Linked DNA regions of Callithrix jacchus: region 1 is linked to region 2. A link is a contact called in public Hi-C data. All regions are on one chromosome and are shown on one strand. The core of a region is the stretch at or near the end of the contact, and the rest is flanking DNA. Distances in the headings are between cores, read along the strand shown. Region 1 holds the start of MIS18BP1 (MIS18 binding protein 1). Region 2 holds the start of TOGARAM1 (TOG array regulator of axonemal microtubules 1).

Region 1 (5,049 bases), core at 264-2,763, 340 kb after region 2:
CAGAGACCTACTGAATCAATTAAAAAAAAAATGTTCAAAACAGAAAATGGTCACAGGACATGAAAGACAATTAATAGAAGAAATAGAAAAGGTCAATAAACAAGTAACACCTGATTTTACTAATAAACGGAGATGCAAACTGTAACAGTGAGACTTCTTTTACATATCATATTGGTAAAGATTAATTTCAAAATGCAAGTCTGTATGCCACTGACACGGAAATTCCACTTCTAACTTGTTTTTTTCTTACAGAAACACCTACATAAGAATGCAAATATATATGCATCATAATAGCCGATATTCACTGAATATTGACATGCCAGTCACTATATAATCTAACAGCAACTCTAAAGAGTTAAGTACTGTGGTTATTCCCAGTTTGAAAAGAGAGAAATTAAGGTATAGGTGGTTAAATAACCCGACCAAGGTTTACTTAACAGTAAGTGAGAAAGATGATCTAATTCTACCTCCAAAGTCTAAGTTCTTTACCAACAGGCAACATAGCGTACACAACCACTACACAGGGAAGTTCATGCTGCAGTACCTGCACCATAAAATGAAATTAAACAACCCAGATGTCCACCAATAAAGGACAAAATAAATTCCGCCACATCCATACAATTTACTCCATGTATTCAACAAAAAGATATATATGTACTTACATGGAAAAAATCCAAGAAATATTAAATTGAAAAAATGTAGCAGAACAGAACATATAATTGCATTTCTGTAAAAATAAATAAATAAATGAAACACATATAAGCATAGAGAAAAACTCTGGAAGCAAGTGAACCAAATTGTGAACAGTATTATCTCTGAAGGACAGGGTGAGGTGACCTATCATTTTTTTGAACTCCTGACTTTAAATGATCCACCTGCCTCGGCCTCCCAAAGTGCTGGGATTACAGGTGTGAGCCACCGCGCCGGACCATTTTCTAAGTAATTTTATTAATATCTAAAGCTGTGTTTTAGAAGAAAACATAAACTGAATGGATGAACTTCTTCTGTAGCCCTGGGTCCCCAAGGGGAAGAGTTGGGTACTAGGGCACACAATTTTCCTACTTGGTATTCTTTTTTTTTTTAAGTGACTTTAGAACAAAGACCTAGAACGCTCACCATAGAAATAAATGTGAGCAATCGTGTTCTACTCTGCAGTAGACACGCAACAAATAAACATCGAGTGCGCAGCTGTAAAATCAGTACCAAAGCTAGAAATCTACGAAAATTAATAATAAAACGGCGTGGGCCGAGGTGCTGAAAGGACAGGCCGCCCACCACCGGCGGGGACTCGCGACGGGAGGCGAGCGAAGGACGCGAGGAGGACGTACCTTGGGTGAAGGGCCTGGTAGGGCGAGACTGTGGTAGTGCAGGCTTGGCTCCGCGCGGAGGGAGGGCCGGACGCCGCGGGGCTCTCGTCTCAGGCCCACGGTGGCCCCTGCCCGCGACGGCCGGGCCCCAAGCGACGCTTACCTACTCCGCGAGGTTCTCTAACACCCACAACACTTCCGCAATTCAAATTTGAAAAGCCCGCCCTCCAGTCAGCCTGGGATTGGTAGGGTCGGAATTGCGCCACCGTGCGTCTTACTGGGACGCAGGCAAATTTCTGGCTGCCTCCGCACTCGTGGACCGTAGTGTTTCCACAAAAAGTAGGCGACCATAAGCTGTCACAGACAGGGGCGAGCTAATTCGTTTCGTCTTCGCAGCGCACGCGCCCAACTTGAATGCCCTCATTCCTCAGGTGATGCTCTGTCGCTGCAAGGCTGACGTCGGAGACGCCGCAAGCCGCGCGCGCGCTGCTGCGGTGAAGTTTGGCCCTTTCTAGCTGCCGTCCTCCCCTACGGGCTGTGCGCAGTAAAGGCTGCTATCCCTCCCTTCTATCGCCGGAAATCTGCGTGCTCCGTGGGTTTGAGAGAACTTATGTTTTTCTCAGTCCTCCATGTTTGAGGCGGATAAAGAACATTTTGTTTTTGAGGGAATGATGGATTGAATGTAAAGTTACGCACAAAGTGGGATGTTTAGTTTGAACGGTTTCCACAAGAAGTGTGATTTGTGGGGGTGGGGGTGGGGTGTGGGGGACAGGGTCTCTCTGTGTCGCCCAGGCCTGAGTGCATTAGTGCAATAATGGTTCTACTGCAGCCTGAAACTCCAAGGGATCTTCCCACCTCAGCCTCCCAGTATCTTTAACTACAGGCGCGCGCGACGAGGTTTCGCTGATTTTAATTTTTTTTTTGTAGAGAGCAGGTCTCACCATGTTGCCCAGGCTAGTCTCGAACTCGTGGGTTCAAGCGATCTTCCCATCTCGGCCTCCCAGAGTGCTGGGATTACACAGGCAAGCAACTGCACCGTGCCAGGAAGTGATTAAAAAGATTTTTTTTAATCACCTCTCATTCTAGAAACATTAATCTTGACAACTCTAGGTTGCAGTATGCAGTTTCTAACAGTGGCTTCCAGGCTGCGTCCCTCGTTAGACTGCGCCCAATGAATCTGCACTCTTAACCACCGCAGGTGTATCTTTTGCCTTGTATAGAACTCGTTGGTTCAGTCTTGAAAGTAGAGAAGTGGAAGCCAGGGTAATAAGGCGTGTTTTCAGCCCCAAATTCTGTCCGCTTCCAATCCTGCATGAAATGTGCCCTCTTCCACCGCTCATCCGCATTTGTGACAAGTGAGTTTCTTTTTATTTTATCGTTCATCTAAGAAAATTGGTCAGCTTCCTGGTCATATATCACATTTTCCTGTTAAGACTTAGAGTCCTATACTGAAAAGATTGTAATGGATTAATTTTTTTAAAGTGACTTGCAATCCCTCCTAAGTCGTCCTATATCTACACCGAATAATCAGAATCCAAAATATAAGTATAAAACATCCACATGACTGCAAGTAATGAAAAACAACAGTTGGAGGTAGGGGAAAGGAAGCAAATTTACTTGAATAAAATGAAGTTTCTTGCTTGTACATCATAATGAGAAAATGGTTGGACATGGATTTCCACTAGGTTTGTGGGAAAAGCCCGCCTTAAAACAGGTTAAATGGCGTGTATGAAATATACTTTGATAGAGGAAGTTTGAAGGGATTGGCATTCCGATTTCAAAAGCATCTGAAATTGAGGTTTCTGTGCCCGATGAAGATGGTCGTGGCTCACACCTTTAGACAAAATAGGAACCCTGAAATATTAATGGCAGGCACTTAGAAATGCACATTTTTAAAAATTAGTCACTTCTCATGTGAGAAGGAAGTAGCATATATTATGCTCCAACATGAATGGTCACAGGAATTTACATAAGATGACTAATAATTTTCCAAGCAAAACTGAATTAAACAGTTTGTGGATAGCAAAGTGTGATGAGGAGGCCTAGTGGCCAAGGGAAAGTGTTCATCTGTCCATTAATGTCAACATGCTGTAACTGCCCAAGGGGTTCACCTTGCCTGCTGCCTACACAGAGCTGATTCATCAAGAGAAGGTAATTGCCATAGAGAAAGAGTAACATGCAGAGCTGGCTGTGTGGGAGACTAGTTTCATTATTACTAAAATCAGTCTCCCTTGAGCATTATGGGATCAGTTTTTAAGGATAACTTAGTGGGTGGTGGGGAGCAAGTGAACTAGAGTGCTGATTAGTCAGGGATGAAATCATAGGATGTGGAAGCTGTGTTCTTGCTCAGTCAGTTCCTGGGTTTCGGGGTGGGAGGTCACAAGATTAAATGAGCCAGTTTATTGCTCTGGGTGGTGTCAGCTGATCCCTTAAGTGCTGGGTCTGCAAAATATCTCAAGCACTGATCTTAGGAGCAGATTAGGGAGGGTCAGAATCTTGTAACCTCCAGCTGCAAACCATAATTTCTGATATTGTGACTAATGTTAGTTCTACAAAGGCAATCTAGTCTCCAGGCAAGAAGGAGATCTCCTTTGGGAAAGGGTTGTTACCGTCTTTGTTTAAACTATAAACTACAAACTTAAGTTTCTCCCAAAGTTACTTCAGCGTGGAGGTTAGAAGCAAGATGGAGTCGGTTAAGTTAGATCTCTTTCACCGTCTCAGTCATAATTTTGCAAAGGTGGTTTCAATGTTGCCCTGGGTTGGTCCTCCTTTAAGTTTCTGTCTGCTTGGAGGGGAGACTATAATGAGAAGATGATTGGATGTGGTTTTGCAGTTCACAGTCAGCCACTTGGGATAATCTGTCCCATCCTAGGCCTGTAACACATGGAAACACATGCAGACCCATGTCGGGTCTAAAAAAAATGAAGGTAAAAGAGACTGAAAGTTTCACACTGTGTGCCAGTTCCTACCAAGGAATCTGGGCCTGCTTAGCCTGGAGGAATATTCCCAGGACTGTGATAAGTTCTAGCAGGACTACTAACTGACCGTATGACACTTTTGGAGAAAGTAGGAAAATGCTGTTTCATCAAAGCTAAAGGTTCTCAAGCAGGAACAGTTTTTCCCCCCTGGGGACAATTGGCAATGCCTGGAGACATTTATAAATGTCACAATTAGGGAGAGTACCGGTGGCAAGGACAGATAATACTACCAAACATCATAATGTTCACAGGACAGCCCCCCACCACTACAAAGGATTAACTATTTTAAAATGTCAGTAGTGCCATGGTTGAGAAATTCTGCTCTTGGCAGATGTAGCCCTGAAACAGGATTTCAGCCCCCTCTTACTCTCTTAGCAGGATGCCTTTATGGAAGGCACAAAGTAAAACCATTACTCCCCTGTACAGGCTACAGGAGGGAGGCAATGAGGAAGTTATCCAGGTTTTGTGAGAGGAGGACCCTTCAGTAAAAAAGGCAGCTGAGGAAATTGCTATGTGATGGAGGCAATATATAAACTCATATCATATTACAAATTGTGATAAGAGCTATAAGGTTATATCAGTTTGCATTACCCCGGAAGCTAATGCCAAGTTGGAAGTAGGATTTTGGGAAGTATATCTTGTGAAATACTAAAGGGAAGGAAGAAGAATTGGACCTGGTAAATCTTCAGATCTTGATACAGATCTGACATTTGTAAAAGGAAAGATTGATGCAAGTGGAATTGGGTAGGGGCAGTCTAAGATTG
Region 2 (5,202 bases), core at 1,480-3,979:
CTTAACCATGTCCTTTTAACTTTCCGAGGTGTATTACTAATAAAACACCTACTAGTGTATTCTACTATTCTAAAAACTGATTAAAACTTGTACTCTATATAAATATGATTAAATACAAAAGGCTTAAGTCAATATATGAGGAATTCCTAGATTTCCAAAGTAAGATTCTTTTTTTTTCTGAAATGCAGTCTCACTCTGTTGCCCAGGGTGGAGTGCAGTGGCACAATCTTGGCTCACTGCAACCTCCATCTCCAGGGTTCAAGCAATTCTTCAGCCTCAGCCTCCTAAGAAGCTCGGACTACAGGTGCCCACCACCCCACTGGCTAATTTCTGTATGTTTAGTAGAGGTGGGGTTTCACCATGTTGGTCAGGTTGGTCTTGAACTCTTGACCTCGTGATCTACCCTCCTTGGCCCCACCAAAGTGCTGGGATTACAGGTGTGAGTCACAGTGCCTGGCCTCCAAAGTAAGATTTTTTAAAAAATCTGCTTCGTAGTAAACAGAATACACATTAAACGGATGAGATTCATGTTCCACAAAATAACTCTAAAAGATAATCAGTAAGACGTGATGCTGATGAATATCCACCACGGAGACTAATGCATCTTCTAAGTCTTCAATCAAAGAGACAAAATATAACAGATATAAAATAAATAGCAATCTGCAATGTATCCACAGGGACATAAAAAAACGAGTCAAAAGGAAGACTCATCTTGCTTTGTCCCCAGGAACAGGGCATGATAACTGCTTAAGTATCCACGTCTTTCATTTAAGACTTTTGAAGTTCCTTTTCTGTGATTCCATGATCACTACACAACCTCTAGTTATTAACTTGGCTTCCCAAGTTCTTGGGTACAAGAGAGGGTGTACTGGATTTTCAACCTGAAAATTCCGATCCAACATAAACTGGCATTGTAATGTGTCCATCATTCTCCAGGTTAGTTTGAACTGGGTTCCTCAAGTATGGGCAATACGTGAGCAGAAGTCTATGCATTTAAGCTTCTTAGGTTAAATATGAGAACCAAATACTTTCTCATCGGCAACTGCTACAATCATTTATTGTTTTTCACCTTCTTATCTTTAATCTGTCCCTAAAATCAAACATGCTAGCCAATCCTAATTTAGGCAGATTCATTTAAACACGAAAATGGCCATCAAAACCAAAGTAACAACCTAGAATTTAAACCAAAACACAGAATGCATATTTACACAGCCTCATTTACATTAATAGTCTATTCCCCTCCAATCCCCGCAAAAAAATCTGTGATATTCAAATTGTGCTTTAAGGCAAAAATCCAGAAATTATTTTTGCACTTGCATCAGCTGGAAGCATTATTTATAAAGCTGTTTGGCATATGTGACTCAATCACTCCAAGGCTTTAAAAAGTATTTAAGAGAAATCCCACCTGGTACAGAGCAGAGTAGGAAAACTTGCATCTGAAGTGCATAAATTTGGGTCTTCAAATGATAACTTAGACTTTTCGCACGGGTCATTCAAAAGTAATTGTATTACTCCTTCAAAAAAAACATCTCTCTTCCACACTCCAAAGCATTCAGGCTCACACTAGACATTCCAGCTCTTTCGGTCTGTCCGTTTAAGTATCATTTACGAGAAGAAAAATGCACACCAAATTCTCAGTTCGCCTAAAATAAAGAAATGTCTACTATCATTCCTAAATCCACAGGGCAGAATTCCCTGAGAACCGTGATGCCAAGAACTTCCACCGCAACTGAAATTGTCTTCGCAATCTGTCTCTAGGAGACTGAAAGGCTGCAGAGACGCTTGAGGATCCTGCAGGGAAGCTAGGGCGGCAGACGGAGGGGGCGGAGGGAAGGGGAGAGTCCCAAAGAGGAACTGCATTAGAAGGAAAGACTTTGATAACGGCTAGGGGAGAGGCGGTTAGCTACAGGAAAACAAAAACAAAAACAAAAACAAAACAGACCTATTTCCAGATTGTGTGCGTTTTATAGAGAACGCAAAGTGATGGAGATAAGGAAACAAGGCCGCCGCCCCCCTCCCTACCCCCGAAAAATTAACCCTCCACGGCCGGAGGGTTAAGAGAAGTCAACAAAAGGAGAAGGGGTAGGAGGGCGGGGAGAATAAAGGCCCCAAAGACCAGGAATTGAAAAAAAGTACCCGATTTGTGAGCTTGGCCGTGGTCCGGATCTTCTGTCCTGACAAGCAGATGACAAGAGGAAAGGATCGCTGTTACTCAGGGCTGTAGAGAGTAACGCGTTTACAAGGGTAACGAGCCCTGCACAAGAAGATGTCGCCTCTCTTTCCACCTGCTCCGTTCATTCCTTTGCCTCTTACTCTAGCACCAGTGGCATTCAGGCAAAACACTGCCAAAGCCTGCACCGCTGGAGGACAGCAAAAGGAAAATACCTGAGTCCCAGTAATCACGCTGGCAGCGACAGGAGGAGGAGTCGCGGACAACTCGGACCTGGACTGGATCCTCACTAGCTCCGGTCAAACCCCAACTCTTACGGGTGGGGCGGGCAATTTCCGCCCAGAGCAAGGAGAGCGTCACATCCGTCTAAAGTCTTCACCCCTCCTCCCTTCTCCGCTCTAGCTACGTTTACAGCGTTGTGACTTCCTCTTCCAGGAGACCTTGGCCTAGTCTTAATATCTGACGTAAACTACGTAACCCAGCATTCATCACGGCAAGTGGACTTCCGGGTTAAGAGGTCCGCGCTGGGTACATCACCATGGAAGCGATCGGTTTGGTCACGTGGTGCCCCTGGTTACGCCCGGCGGCAGCTGTGGGGTCTAGGGCGCAGACGGGGGCCATTTTCCCAGAGGCTGCCTCCCGGAGTTGGGGGCGGCCTGGCGGCAGGTTGAAGCTGTCCTTTTTCCTCTTCTGCAGTTTGGGCCTTGGAGAGGATCTGGAAGTCTGGGCTCCATTGAGCCCATCCGAGACAGCAATGGTTTCTTCCAGCCACAGCCACCTGACGACCCTGCATGGCGGCTGCGCCCACCGCGCTGCTTCTGCTGCCGCCCTTTCCAGTCCTCTGTGCCTATCAGCTCCAGAGCCGCAGTCGTCCTTCCGCCTCAGAGACTGATGATAGTCGAGTTGGGGACATTATGAGAGGAGAGAAAAATTGCTACTGCCGTGGAGCTGCTGGGGACCACGGTTCCTGCCCCACTGCCACCTCGCCTCTGGCCTCGGCCCTCTTGTTGCCCTCGGAGGCAGTCTCTAGCAGCTGGTCTGGGTCTGGAGGCAGTTTGTCTGGGGGAGATGAAGAGGAGACTCGGCTCCTTCAACTCCTTCGCACCGCGCCGGATCCTTCTGAGGCCTTTCAGGCTTTGCAAGCTGCTTTGCCGAGGCGGGGCGGTCGACTTGGCTTCCCCCGACGCAAGGAAGCTTTGTATCGGGCACTGGGCCGAGTGCTTGTGGAAGGAGGTAGTGATGAGAAGCGACTCTGCTTGCAATTTCTCTCAGACGTTCTCCGGGGTCAGGGGGAGGCAGGCCAGCTGGAAGAGGCCTTTAGCTTAGCACTTTTGCCTCAACTAGTAGTCTCGTTACGGGAAGAGAATCCAGCCTTGCGGAAAGATGCGCTGCAGATTCTGCATATATGTCTGAAACGTAGTTCTGGAGAGGTGCTGAGAACGCTTATACAGCAAGGACTGGAAAGTACCGATGCCCGACTTAGAGCTTCCACAGCACTGCTGCTCCCCATCTTGCTTACTACTGAGGACTTGTTACTTGGTTTGGATCTCACCGAGGTGATAATATCCCTAGCCCGAAAGCTTGGTGATCAGGAGACAGAAGAAGAATCTGAGACAGCTTTCTCCGCACTTCAACAAATTGGGGAGCGACTTGGCCAAGACAGATTTCAGTCTTATATTTCTCGTCTGCCCTCTGCCCTGAGGAGACACTACAATCGGCGCCTGGAGTCCCAGTTTGGTGGTGAGGTTCCTTATTATTTGGAACTTGAAGCCTCTGGATTTCCTCAAGATCCCCTTCCCTGTCCAGTGACTCTTTCCAACAGCAATCTTAAATTTGGGATTATTCCTCAGGAGCTGCATTCACGGTTGTTGGATCAGGAAGACTATAAGAACCGGACTCAGGCCGTCGAAGAACTAAAGCAGGTGCTGGGAAAATTTAACCCTAGTTCTACTCCTCATTCTAGTCTTGTTGGCTTCATTAGTTTGCTATATAATTTGTTAGATGATTCTAACTTCAGAGTGGTCCATGGCACACTTCAAGTCTTACATTTACTGGTTACTCGCCTTGGAAAGCAGGTACAGCAGTTTTTGGGACCGGTTATAGCAGCTTCAGTCAAAGTGCTGGCAGACAACAAGTTGGTGATCAAACAAGAATACATGAAAATCTTTCTCAAGCTAATGAAGGAAGTAGGACCTCAGCAGGTGCTTTGTTTACTCCTGGAACATCTCAAACATAAGCATTCCAGAGTGAGAGAGGAGGTGGTGAACATATGCATCTGCTCCCTGCTGACCTATCCTAGTGAGGATTTTGACTTGCCCAAACTGTCCTTTGATCTTGCCCCAGCTCTTGTAGATAGCAAACGCAGGGTACGCCAAGCAGCTTTAGAAGCTTTTGCTGTATTGGCATCATCAATGGGCTCAGGTAAAACCAGCATCCTTTTTAAAGCTGTGGATACTGTTGAACTGCAAGATAATGGAGATGGAGTGATGAATGCTGTGCAGGCCAGACTGGCTAGGAAAACCTTACCAAGGCTAACAGAGCAGGGATTTGTGGAATATGCAGTACTCATGCCATCTTCTGCCCAGGGTAGGTCAAACCATTTGGCATATGGAGCAGATACGGACTGGCTTCTGGCTGGTAACAGAACTCAGAGTGCACACTGCCACTGTGGTGACCACATGAGGGATAGCATGCAAATTTATGGATCTTACAGTCCAACTATCTGTACCCGAAGGGTATTAAGTGCAGGAAAAGGAAAAAATAAATTACCATGGGAAAATGAGCAGTCCGGAATCATGGGAGAAAACCAGACCTCCACTTCCAAGGATATAGAGCAGGTATGCTTCTCTAATTTTCTTGAGTCGAAAATGTGAAGAATTTAAAATGAAAATATGCCTGTGATGACTTAAGGGTGAGCCTCCTTGAGGGAAACATGTTATGCTTTGTTTTAAATCAATCTGAATGTTAATGTGGGTACAATTCACAAAGGACCATTTCATAGGGTTCCTGCTTGATAAATTTGATTAAATTTG

The links. A called contact is a pair of places that touch in the nucleus more often than the background predicts.
Region 1: a Hi-C map of skeletal muscle shows a contact between it and region 2, with 4 times the contacts expected there. The contact joins the promoter of MIS18BP1 here to the promoter of TOGARAM1 in region 2. A contact is called at or near these places in 2 of 3 Hi-C or Micro-C datasets (both in skeletal muscle).

What each region holds. Positions count from the first base shown.
Region 1 is chr8:79,852,701-79,857,749 of calJac240_pri, forward strand. It overlaps MIS18BP1 (MIS18 binding protein 1), which reads right to left and starts at 1,514. Exons shown (of 16, transcript XM_078334832.1): 1 at 1,329-1,514. It overlaps LOC108593473 (a long non-coding RNA gene), which reads left to right and starts at 2,525. Exons shown (of 4, transcript XR_008474389.2): 1 at 2,525-2,662.
Region 2 is chr8:79,511,650-79,516,851 of calJac240_pri, forward strand. It overlaps TOGARAM1 (TOG array regulator of axonemal microtubules 1), which reads left to right and starts at 2,730. Exons shown (of 20, transcript XM_035260411.3): 1 at 2,730-5,007. The coding sequence starts at 2,962. It overlaps KLHL28 (kelch like family member 28), which reads right to left and starts at 2,487. Exons shown (of 6, transcript XM_078334837.1): 1 at 2,386-2,487.